Regions from separate parts of the Sus scrofa genome. Here regions 1 and 2 are each linked to region 3. Evidence: chromatin contacts called from public HiChIP or PLAC-seq data. All regions are on one chromosome and are shown on one strand. Each heading gives the region's core, a stretch centred on a gene start, on an enhancer-like site or on the middle of the called end of the contact. The rest is flanking DNA. Distances are from core to core; before and after follow the strand shown. Region 1 has its middle 78 kb from the start of NCR2. Region 2 has its middle 17 kb from the start of TAF8. Region 3 overlaps TFEB (transcription factor EB).

Region 1 (3,345 bases), core at 408-2,907, 270 kb after region 3:
TTTTTTTTTTTTTTTTGTCTTTTTAGGGTCGCACCCTCAGCACATGGAGGTTCCCAGGCTAGGGTTCAAGTCAGAGCTGTAGTTGCCAGTCTACACCTTCGAACTACATCGCAGCTCATGGCAATGCTGGATCCTTACCCACTGAGCAAGGCCAGGAATTGAACCCACATCCTCATGGGTGCTAGTCGGGTTCACTAACCACCAAGCCACAACAGGAACTCTGAAGGTAAAGACTTAAAAAAAAAAGTCTCAGCCCAAGAACAGAGCTTCATGCATCGTGTCGTGGGCACTCAGGAAAAATGCATTGAATGAATGAGTAAATGAAAGAATGACTGAGTCACCTTTCTTTCCTGGGCCTTTCTTTCCTCATTTGTACAAGTGAGGTGACTCCAATGAAAGTCCCCTTAGCTTGGAGAGTCCCATGGCTCCTCTTAAACCTTACCTGCTAAACATCCAGTCCTAGGCCTTCTGCAACTCACCTGGGAGGGGAGGTGGGGGGGGAAGTGTGTACCAGGTTTAGGGGAGGGGAGACCTGAGGTGAGGCTTGCTTGGAGAAAGCTGATCAGTAGGAGGAGATGGAAGAGGAGCATTCTGCCCCCACTGAAGGAACAACCCCCTTCCTCTCACTCCCACGGACCACTCTCTTTTCTGACCAGAAGGCCTTTGGTCACCTGGAGAAGCCAAGCCTGGAGGATGCTGGCTGTATACAATTTCCCCATGAGGTGTGGAGAGCTGGTGGTTTTGATGGGCTGAAAGTAAGCGGAGGAGGATTCCAAGGGGTCTTCAGAAACATGGAATCGTCATCTTTCCTGATACTTGAGGGGTCAGGAGAGGCAAGAGGGGAGGATCAATCATTCATTTGTTCAGGCTGAATGTGCTTAAGATGCCTTTACTCTTGGGTCCCCAGGGCAGAGGCACTGCTGGAGAGGGGAGAAGGAAGTGGTACCCAAGGTGAGTCTTTGATGCCTGAACTGAGCATTTGACAGGCACTGGGAGTTCAAGATGAATAAGACTCAGTTCCCTCTCTGGGGAAGCTCAGACTAGTACCTAATAATTTTAAAAACAATGATTGATGTGTTATAATCAGGAAACTTATTTGGGGGCAGACAGGGGAATGATGCCCACTCTTCCCACAGTGGGAGAGGAGGTCAAAGGAGGCCTCTTGGAGGAGGTGACATACCTGACCAAGACTTGAAAGAGAAAGAAAGGAGAGCAGGGCTCTTGGTGAGGGTGTGAGCTTCCTCTCATGGAAGTGATGTGGGGAGAGATGAAAGCTGTGATTCGGGAAGGTGAGAGTGAGGGATAGAAGGTGGAGCCAAGGTGTCAATTGCTCTGTGTCAGTGCCGCCAGTGCAAGAGAGAGGAGGATTGTGCCACAGAGGTTGCAGCCTCCTCCAGCAGGCCCACTCATTCATTCAAGGAGTATCCCCAAAGACACCCCTTCCCCCGCCCCTGTGTGTCTTGCTTGGGGCAAGACCATGGAGGAGGCAGGGACATGCAGAGTGAGACCTGGGCCAGTGGTCAGGAGACTTGGGCCATCAACAGCTCTGGTCCAGGTTGGCTGTGTGACCCTGGGTGAGCCTGGAACCTCTCTGAGCTTTGGTTCTCCCAAGTGTAGAGGCAATAGATGATTTCAGCTGCACTGCATGACTCATGGATGACGCCGAGGACCAAATGAAATAATCTCACCATGTGCCCTTAAAGTATATGACAGAGGGACAAGAAATAACACAAAGCAAGGTCTCAGTCCTTCAAGAGCTTGGAGTGTGATCTTTGTAGCTTAGAGCCCCCTACCTTGGTCTCCAAACATTCTGTTTCCGTCCAGGTCTAGGAGCCCTTTGGGACTGGCTGACTCCCTCCCTAGCCTTGCACTTGAGTTGACTTCCTCCCTGACCCCCATATCCAAAGGAAGGCTCCCCCTCGTGGCATTTCCTGGAATAACAGAAGAGTTCCCCAGGCAAGAAGAGAAGGGGCCAGATCAACACCCAAAGGGGAGCAGGAAGAGCCCAGAAGAACCTGAAGACCTGAGAAAGGAACAGGGCAGACCTGTGAAGAAAGTAAATCCTGAAACGCCGTGTTGGACTAGGAGGGACCTGGGACCTCCTCCCACACTCCATTTATAGGTAAGGTAACCGAGGTTCAGGGAAAGGGAAGTAAGAGGCAGAACTATGACTCAGGGGTTCAAACACTCCGGTTCTAGGTTCATCCCATTACACTGAGTACCACATGCATTTATGTAACTCAATGAACGGCGTACACTGCAAATGCCCTCTACATCTGGCAGGGCCCCCACCGGGGCAGAGGGGGGGGGGGCTCTGCCTCTCTCTGGGGGCAAAGATTGCCAAATGCCACTCTGCAGTCAGAGTAGCTGGTATCACCTCATTGTCAATGTATCCTGGATCCAGAGATCAGAGATAGACAACTCACCTGGATTTTTCTTTTTTTACTGGGGTAAGGGTGCAGGGATAAAGATGGGGACATCTGGAGTTCCTGTCGTGGTGCAGTGGTTAATGAATCCAACTAGGAAGCATGAGGTTTCGGATTCGATCCCTGGCCTCGCTCAGTGGGTTAAGGATCCGGTGTTGCTGTGAGCTGTGGTGTAGGTCGCAGATGTGGCTCGGATCCCGAGTTGCTGTGGCTGTGGTGTAGACCAGCGGCTACAGCTCAGATTAGACCCCTAGCCTGGGAGCTTTCATATGCCGCAGATGCGGCCCTCAAAAGACACACACACACACACACACACACACACACACACAAAAGATGGGGACATCACAAAAGCCACAATTAAATGACCCACTCAACCAGAGGGGTGTGTGTGTGTGTGTGTGTGTGTGTGTGTGTGTGTGTGTGTGTGTGGCAGTTGCAAACATGGAGTGCTTTATTCAAAAAATTCTTGAACCTACATCTTCTAATTTAGTTCTGGCTGCTCTTATTAGCCCACTTTAGAGATGAGAACAATAAGTCACCAAGAGACTAAGTGATTTGTCAAGAAGAACAATAGGGAAGGACCAGTGGGGTATGGACAGAAGGCCCTGATAGATGCCATCACCTGCCTGTGAGCCTGTCTGATTTTTACTGAGCTGATTTCTGATTTCGGGAGGAACTCTTCCCAACAGAGGTTCCCCCTACCGCAGAGGAGATTTCTGCTGCCCTCCTTGGATCCTCGAAGCCTGCAGGGGCCTCTGGCTTCAAGCTAGGGGGCTGAGGGGCTGGGAGACTCTCAAAGAGCCTCGTTTGGTTCGTTGGCTGGCTTTAGAGAGGCCTGGATTTCTGATCACCCCTGGGATTGGAAAGCGAAGGCTACTGTGAAAATACACTGATGCTGTGGTCCAAGAGTCAGGAGAAG
Region 2 (3,016 bases), core at 465-2,964, 270 kb before region 3:
ATAGGGAGTTCCCTGGTGGCTCAGCCGGTTAAGGATCCGGTGTTGTCAGCGTTGTGGCATGGGTTCGATCCCTGGCCCAGGAACTTCTGCATGCAGCAGGTGCAGGCAAAAAAAAAAAAAAAAGAAGAAGAAGAAGGAGGTAGAAAGAGCAGATACTTCTCTCTCCAGGGGCTGGGCTAACCCTTGGGCCACCAGGAGCAGTCATCAACACCCTTCTGTGTCACCCCCATTCCAGTTCCAACCTGAACAGCAAGACTCAGCCTGACCTGGCACTGAGGGCCCTCAGGGTAGCGCCGGTTCCCACCACCCCAAAGATATAGGGACTCTGGACATATCTCCTACACTCCTGAGCTTGTACGTGGCCTTGGTGCTCACCTACAGAATTAGATAAAATCAGGGGACAGAGGGGTGGGTGTCTGTCCTGACACTTGTCTGCCCCTTTGCACTTGGTGGGAGAAGGGTTAAAAGAAGAAGGTAGTGGCAGGCAGCTCCCAAGGCTGCCCGTTGGCCTGGCTGAAGAGAGGAGGGCACCCCTACCCACTCCAGTGCCCAGGGAGAGTGTATATGGGGGTCTCACCACCGTCTTAGTCCCTACCAGCAGGCAACCTGGCAGGGTCCCACATCACTGTACTTAAATGGCTCTCTTGAGGTCCTGAAGGCCCTCTCATCTCTAGCAGATTGTTGGGCAACGCCGCCCTGGCCCAGGCACCCCCAGCCAGCAGACTCAACGCTTGTATGCTAGCAATAGCCAGGACTGACTACGTAATTGGCAGAGTGCTTTGTTCAAAAATTATTAAGAATTTCTGGGAGTTCCTGTTGTGGCGCAGTGGAAACGTATCTGACTAGTAACCATGAGATTGTGGGTTCGATCCCTGGCTTTGCTCAGTGGTTAAGGATCTGGTGTTGCCATGAGCTGTGGTGTAGGTCGCAGACGCAGCTAGGATCTGGTGTTGCTGTGACTGTGGTGTAGGCCAGCAGCTGTAGCTCCAATTCCACCCCTAGCCTGGGAACCTCCATATGCTGCAGGTGTGGCACTAAAAAGATCTGTGTGTGTGTGTGTGTGTGTGTGTGTGTGTACACACATACAAAAAAATTAACATATAAAGAATTTCAAGATGGGAGTTCCTGCTGTGGTTTCTTGAGAGCACTGGGGCACAGGTTCGATCCCCCACCCAGCACAGTGGGTTAAGGATCTGGCGTTGCCGCAACTTCAGCTTAGGTTGCAACTGTAGCTCGGCTCTGATCCCTGGCCCAGGAGCTCCATATGCCCCAGGGTGGCCAAAAAAGAAAAAAAAAAATTTCAAGGTGGTGGCAACAGAGCATTAAACCAAAGGTGGAACCCTTCTGAGCACAGAGCTCTGTGGGCCTGCCCAGGTCACCTGCCCGTAAGGCCAGCCCCGAGGGTCACCAGCATTCATCGAATGCTTGCTGGAACGCCAGACCCTGTGCTAGGCGCTCACCACGCATGATCTCATTCCTTCCTCTCAGCAGCCCTATTATCCCTGTTGTGCAGACGAGGAAATTGAAGGATTAGACAAGCCGCATAACTTGCTGAGGTCACCAGCTCTTAAGGGCTAGAGCGGGGGACAGAACCCAGCCTGTCTACAGAGCCTGGGCTCTTAACCACCCCGGGCCGCTCCAGCCCACAGGGGTAGGGTGGTTGCTGGGCAAGGCAGCTGCTTCCTGTCCCCTTCTTCTGGCCTATCAGGGGCAGGAAGGAAGATGAGGCAAGAAACAGCAGCTGACAGTGCAGCAACAATGGCAGTGGTGGTGAGGGCGGCCAACCCAGACAGAAGCGCTGGGTGGAGACCGTGTGAGATGCACCCAGGGGCTGTGTGAGCTGGAGGCAGCTGATAGACACCGCAGCTGTGCCCTCCGCCCTCTCGCCCGGTGTGGGCATCGGGGAACCCTCCCCCTCCTCATATCACCTCCAGCTCTGCCTCTCTCTTCCTCTTTACGGCCGTGGTTGCTTCTCCTCACTTCTCTCCTTCACCCCTTTTCCGGCCACCCTGCACCCTCCCACCAAGTCCTCAGTATCCCCACGTCTACATCCGTTGTAATGAGCACCCGCTGTGTGCCAGGCACACTGCTAGCCACTGCATAGCTTTATCAGCCTGAATTCTCTCCACAAACACATGTGCATCATTATCGTCCACATTTTCCAAAGGAAGAAACAGAGGCTCAGAGAGGCTAAGAGGTTGGTCTAGGGGTAACACAGCTGTGAAGTAGCCCAGAGGAGACGTGGATGCAGATCTGAAGCCCCTGTGTTTTTGGCGCCTCCTGACTGCCTTCCCCACAGGATGGCGTTGGCCTGACTGGGTGCAGTGTGTCCCTGAGCGTGGAAGAGCCTCTTCTCACAAAGGAGGTGGTTTGGGAAATGGTTGACTCGAAGGAAGAATCGGTTGTATTTTGTGGAGGAGATGTTCCCCTCCTGTGCGGTAGCTGGGGCAGCATTCCTAGAAGGCTCTCTCTGACCCTTGGGAGAGCGGACCTGATGGAGTGAGGTGACAGGTTGCTGCAAGGATGAGCACTTGGACAAGGAGGAAGGTCCCTCTCACACATTGCACCAGGAACGGGAGGCAGGAGGCATCAGGAGAGAGTTCCCGTTGTGGCTCAGCAGGTTACGAACCCGACTGGTATCCATGAGAACTCGGGTTTAATCCCTGGCCCTGCTCAGTGGGTTAAGTATCCAGTGTTACCGTGAACTGCAGTGTGGGTCGCCGTCGAGGCTGAGATCCGGCGTTGCCGTAGCTGTGGTGCAGTCTGGCAGCTGCAGCTCTGGTTGGACCTCTAGCCTGTGAACTTCCGTATGCCAAGGGTGCAGCCCTGAAAAAAAAAAAAAAAGGCGCAGGGAGAGGTTTGGCTGCTGTAACGGAGACCCCGAATCAGGAGCCTGAACAGGATGGAAATTTCTTGCATGCAGGTCTGGGTGGGCGATTGGATCACTGGACAGGAATGGGGACCCCCACTCCTCCCAGACTGTGGCCGGTCTGTGCCCTTAGATGTTGAAGACAGC
Region 3 (3,146 bases), core at 167-2,666:
AGGATGGGGTGCAGTGGAGAGGGTCGGTGTATTCATGGGCGCCCTTCTTTGTCCCTGTCGAAGGCCCTGTCTGGTGCCTGCTTCCTGGAGAGAGGCCTCCTCCTCCCTGACTCCCCACCCCTGCAGACCCTCACGCCACGCTCCTGCCTTCTGGGGTCTGGGGCAGGGGCAGAGTTAGGAGAGGAGGTGGCCTACAGGTAGGGCCTGCACGGTGTGGGGGCAGGGAGGGCCGGAGACAGCGCTGGGGCAGGTGCCGGGCCTGGCGAGGGCACACACGGCACCATGCTCCAAACCCTGTCTTGGGCCACAGGCAGGCCTGCCAAGTCCCTTTGACTCATCTGTCCGGCCGCCACCCACAGCCTTTCCCCTTGATGTTTTCACTTCCAAACCGGGTTTGGTCTGGGCGCGTGTGCCAGGGCGGCGGGGGCAGGAAGGTGTCGGCCGGGGCTGGCCAACCTCATTCCTTTTGATATTCTCCCCCTGCTTACCAGTGGCCTCTATTTCCCACCCCTCGGGCAGGGCTGGTGCCGGCAGGGCAAACCTCTCCTGGTGCCGGCAGGGCGAACCTGCCCCACTTGGATCGGGAGGTGGCTGTGCTTATTCTGGCAGAAGGCGTGTGGGTGTGAGGGCTGGGGGGACCCTGGAGACGATTTGCCCAGGAACAGAAACGGGGGGACTTAGGATGAGGGTTTGGGTTTGTCTCAGGTTGGAGCTTAAGCATCTTTTGATCCAGGGAGGAGGGTAAGGAGGCTGCAGGTGGGCTGCCCGTGTCCCACCGCTGTGGGGAAGCTGGGCAGGCCGGAGGACACCATGGTGGGAGATGCTGAATGGGGGGAGCAGAGTGACAGGTGCCCCTCCCCCACCCAGCTCCACACACGATCGATCGGTTCCTCTCTCTGCTCAGCAGAAGCCAAGGGCTTCTTGTGCTGTTTTAGGACAGATAAGGGTTGGGTGAGCCGCCGTGTGCCTTTTGAGAGTGAGCCCACCGCAGGGTTCATCTCATACCTGTGTGTGTTGGGGGCGGGGAAGGGGCAGGTGGACGCGGCTCCCGCGCTCTGTCGCCTGCGGGGAGGGGCGGGACACTGCCATCCAGGGTCTTTTCTCACTTTAGCGGGAGAGATCTCCTCTGGCTTCCTGAGGGAGATGGCCTAGAGGTGGCAGCTGGGTGCCCGGGCAGGGCGGGAGGGAAGCCGAGTTCTCGGCCTGGGGCAGCTGCCACGGGGGAAGCCCTGGGCCGAGTGAGGGCTGAGCGAGGACCCGGGCCAGGGAGCCCCTGGATTTCGCGCCCCTACCGACCATTCCCAGAAGCCCAGCTCATGGCGGGGGCGGGGCCGGGGAGGGGACCCAGCCGGTGGGTGCGGGTAGCCGGGGGAGAAGAGCCTGTGGTTGTCCAGCCGCCCCTGCCTGCTCTGGCCGCCCTGTCCTGCCCCCACAAGGCATGAGTCAGACCGAAAGCAGAAGCTGCCAGACATTGCACAGGGTGAAGCCAGGCAGAACCAGCAGTGCTATTTTGGAACCTGGTTAATTCCCCCTCCTCTCCCCTCAGCTCTCTTCACTCAGGGCTCCCACCCCCTCCTGGTCACCGGCTCTTGGCCTTCCTCGAGCGGACCATTGGGGCGGGGACTTGATGTCCCCGGCATGGATGGGGGTGGGGGGCGTTGCTTAAAGCTCCTCCCCTTGCTGGACCACCCCTGCCTTCTCGGCCAAGAGGTGCCGGCTTCTCCGGAACCGGCTCCTAGGGTGTCAGGAGGGCAGAGCGCCCCCTCCCGGTGGGAGCTGGCAGGCCGGGTACGGGACGGTCAGCGGCTCTCAGGCGGCCCTGCTGGGCTGGCAGGCGCCCGGCCTGCCCCTCCTCCGCCGCTGTCAGGCCAGCTGTCAGCCGCCTCTCCCTGGGCTGGGAGCTGACAAGAGCTTCAGGTGGGAGCCTCGCCCGGCAGTGACTCGGAGAGGTTTGGGAGGGATTTCCGGACCCGGAGGGGAGATATTTTGGGGCCGAGGGCCTTTCCAGAACCCGTGACATCACGCACCCTCCAGCAGCCCCCACCGACCCCCTAGTCAATGGTTCTTTCTTGGGCATCCTAGGCCTGCTTAAAGGCCCCACGTTGTAGGGTTTCTTTGGAGTCTGCATGAGCCTGGGGACCCCTGGCCTTCCGGCCTGTGGTGGTGAAAGAGGTCAGCAGGTGTGTGTTTCTGAGCTGAAGATGGGGGTGTATAGGTGAGAGTGTTACCCACCCTTGGGTCGGTCTGGGGGACTGGGGGCCCTGCTGCTCGAAACTGTGTGGTCAACAGAGGGTGGCCCTTGCTATTGCTCTGCATGCATGTGTACCCGGGACAGGGGTGCAGCCTCCGTCCGCTGGGTCTCGCCGCCTCTCAGGGGGACCCTGAGGTTAGTGCTCCACTTGGCTATTACCCTCCAAGCAGCCTGGGGTGCTTGGTTTCATGCACTGGGGCAGTGGGTGGGGAGCGCTGTTAGCAGGCATGTTGCAGGTGACCAATTAGAATGTGGGTCCCTGTTAAGCTCAGGTGAGCAGGACTTAGGTTTCTCATTGTTTAGCTGGGTTTGGGGCTTAGGCAGGGGATGGGGGGGCAGAGCAATGCGGGGGGGATGGGGGTCTCCCAGGCCCGTTGCGGGGGGGGGGCAGTGGCCCCCCCCCCCCTCTGGGGAGCATACACCACCGTGTCCAGGCACAGCCTGTCCTCAAGGTTGTCTGCCCTCTGCTGGAGCTGTTCTCTAGGCAGGCAAGTCCTGGGGTGCTGTGTGTGTGCTGGCAAGTGTGCATGTGTGTACAGTGGTGTGTGTACAGGAGATGCTGTGTGTGTGTGAGTGGGTGTGTCTCCCAAGGCCTATCTGAATTCATTTCCCCTGGTAACCCAATCACCTTCCAGACAGTTCTTTCCCCCTTCCCCAGGCCAGAGTTCCCAACACCATGAGGGCAGAGGGGCTGGGCTCTGCGTTCCCACCTCCACCTTGGCTCCCGGGCCTAAAATGTTGGAGTGTTTGCTCAGATTCACTATGGGGCTCAGAAGGGCTGTGCCTGTGCCTCAAAATACGTCCCTTAGGGGCCTGAACCTTCCTGCTCTCCCTGCCCACCTGCCACCTTGGAACCTCTAGGTGACCCAGCCCCCAGCAAGCTGCAAGTAAAGTA

The links. HiChIP or PLAC-seq counts read pairs in DNA pulled down with a chosen protein or histone mark.
Region 1: an H3K27ac HiChIP or PLAC-seq map of alveolar macrophages shows a contact between it and region 3. The contact joins two enhancer-like sites. A contact is called at or near these places in 2 of 2 datasets of contacts at active chromatin or transcription factors (alveolar macrophages and skeletal muscle).
Region 2: a contact with region 3 is called in an H3K27ac HiChIP or PLAC-seq map of alveolar macrophages. The contact joins two enhancer-like sites. A contact is called at or near these places in 1 of 47 Hi-C or Micro-C datasets (epiblast stem cells) and 2 of 2 datasets of contacts at active chromatin or transcription factors (alveolar macrophages and skeletal muscle).

The regions. Positions count from the first base shown.
Region 1 is chr7:36,621,838-36,625,182 of Sscrofa11.1, reverse strand. No RefSeq gene overlaps it. Among named protein-coding and RNA genes, the nearest start is that of NCR2, 78 kb to the right of the region's middle. Within about 2 kb of position 1,657, at least 4 of the 83 cell types and tissues checked have an H3K27ac peak or open chromatin away from gene starts, as enhancers often do. A contact at or near this core is called in alveolar macrophages, where this site is marked.
Region 2 is chr7:37,163,464-37,166,479 of Sscrofa11.1, reverse strand. It overlaps a transcript of CCND3 not described here. Among named protein-coding and RNA genes, the nearest start is that of TAF8, 17 kb to the left of the region's middle. Within about 2 kb of position 1,714, at least 34 of the 83 cell types and tissues checked have an H3K27ac peak or open chromatin away from gene starts, as enhancers often do. A contact at or near this core is called in alveolar macrophages and skeletal muscle, where this site is marked.
Region 3 is chr7:36,891,356-36,894,501 of Sscrofa11.1, reverse strand. All of the region lies in intron 1 of TFEB (transcription factor EB), which reads left to right. Among named protein-coding and RNA genes, the nearest start is that of TFEB, 28 kb to the left of the region's middle. Within about 2 kb of position 1,416, at least 55 of the 83 cell types and tissues checked have an H3K27ac peak or open chromatin away from gene starts, as enhancers often do. A contact at or near this core is called in alveolar macrophages and skeletal muscle, where this site is marked.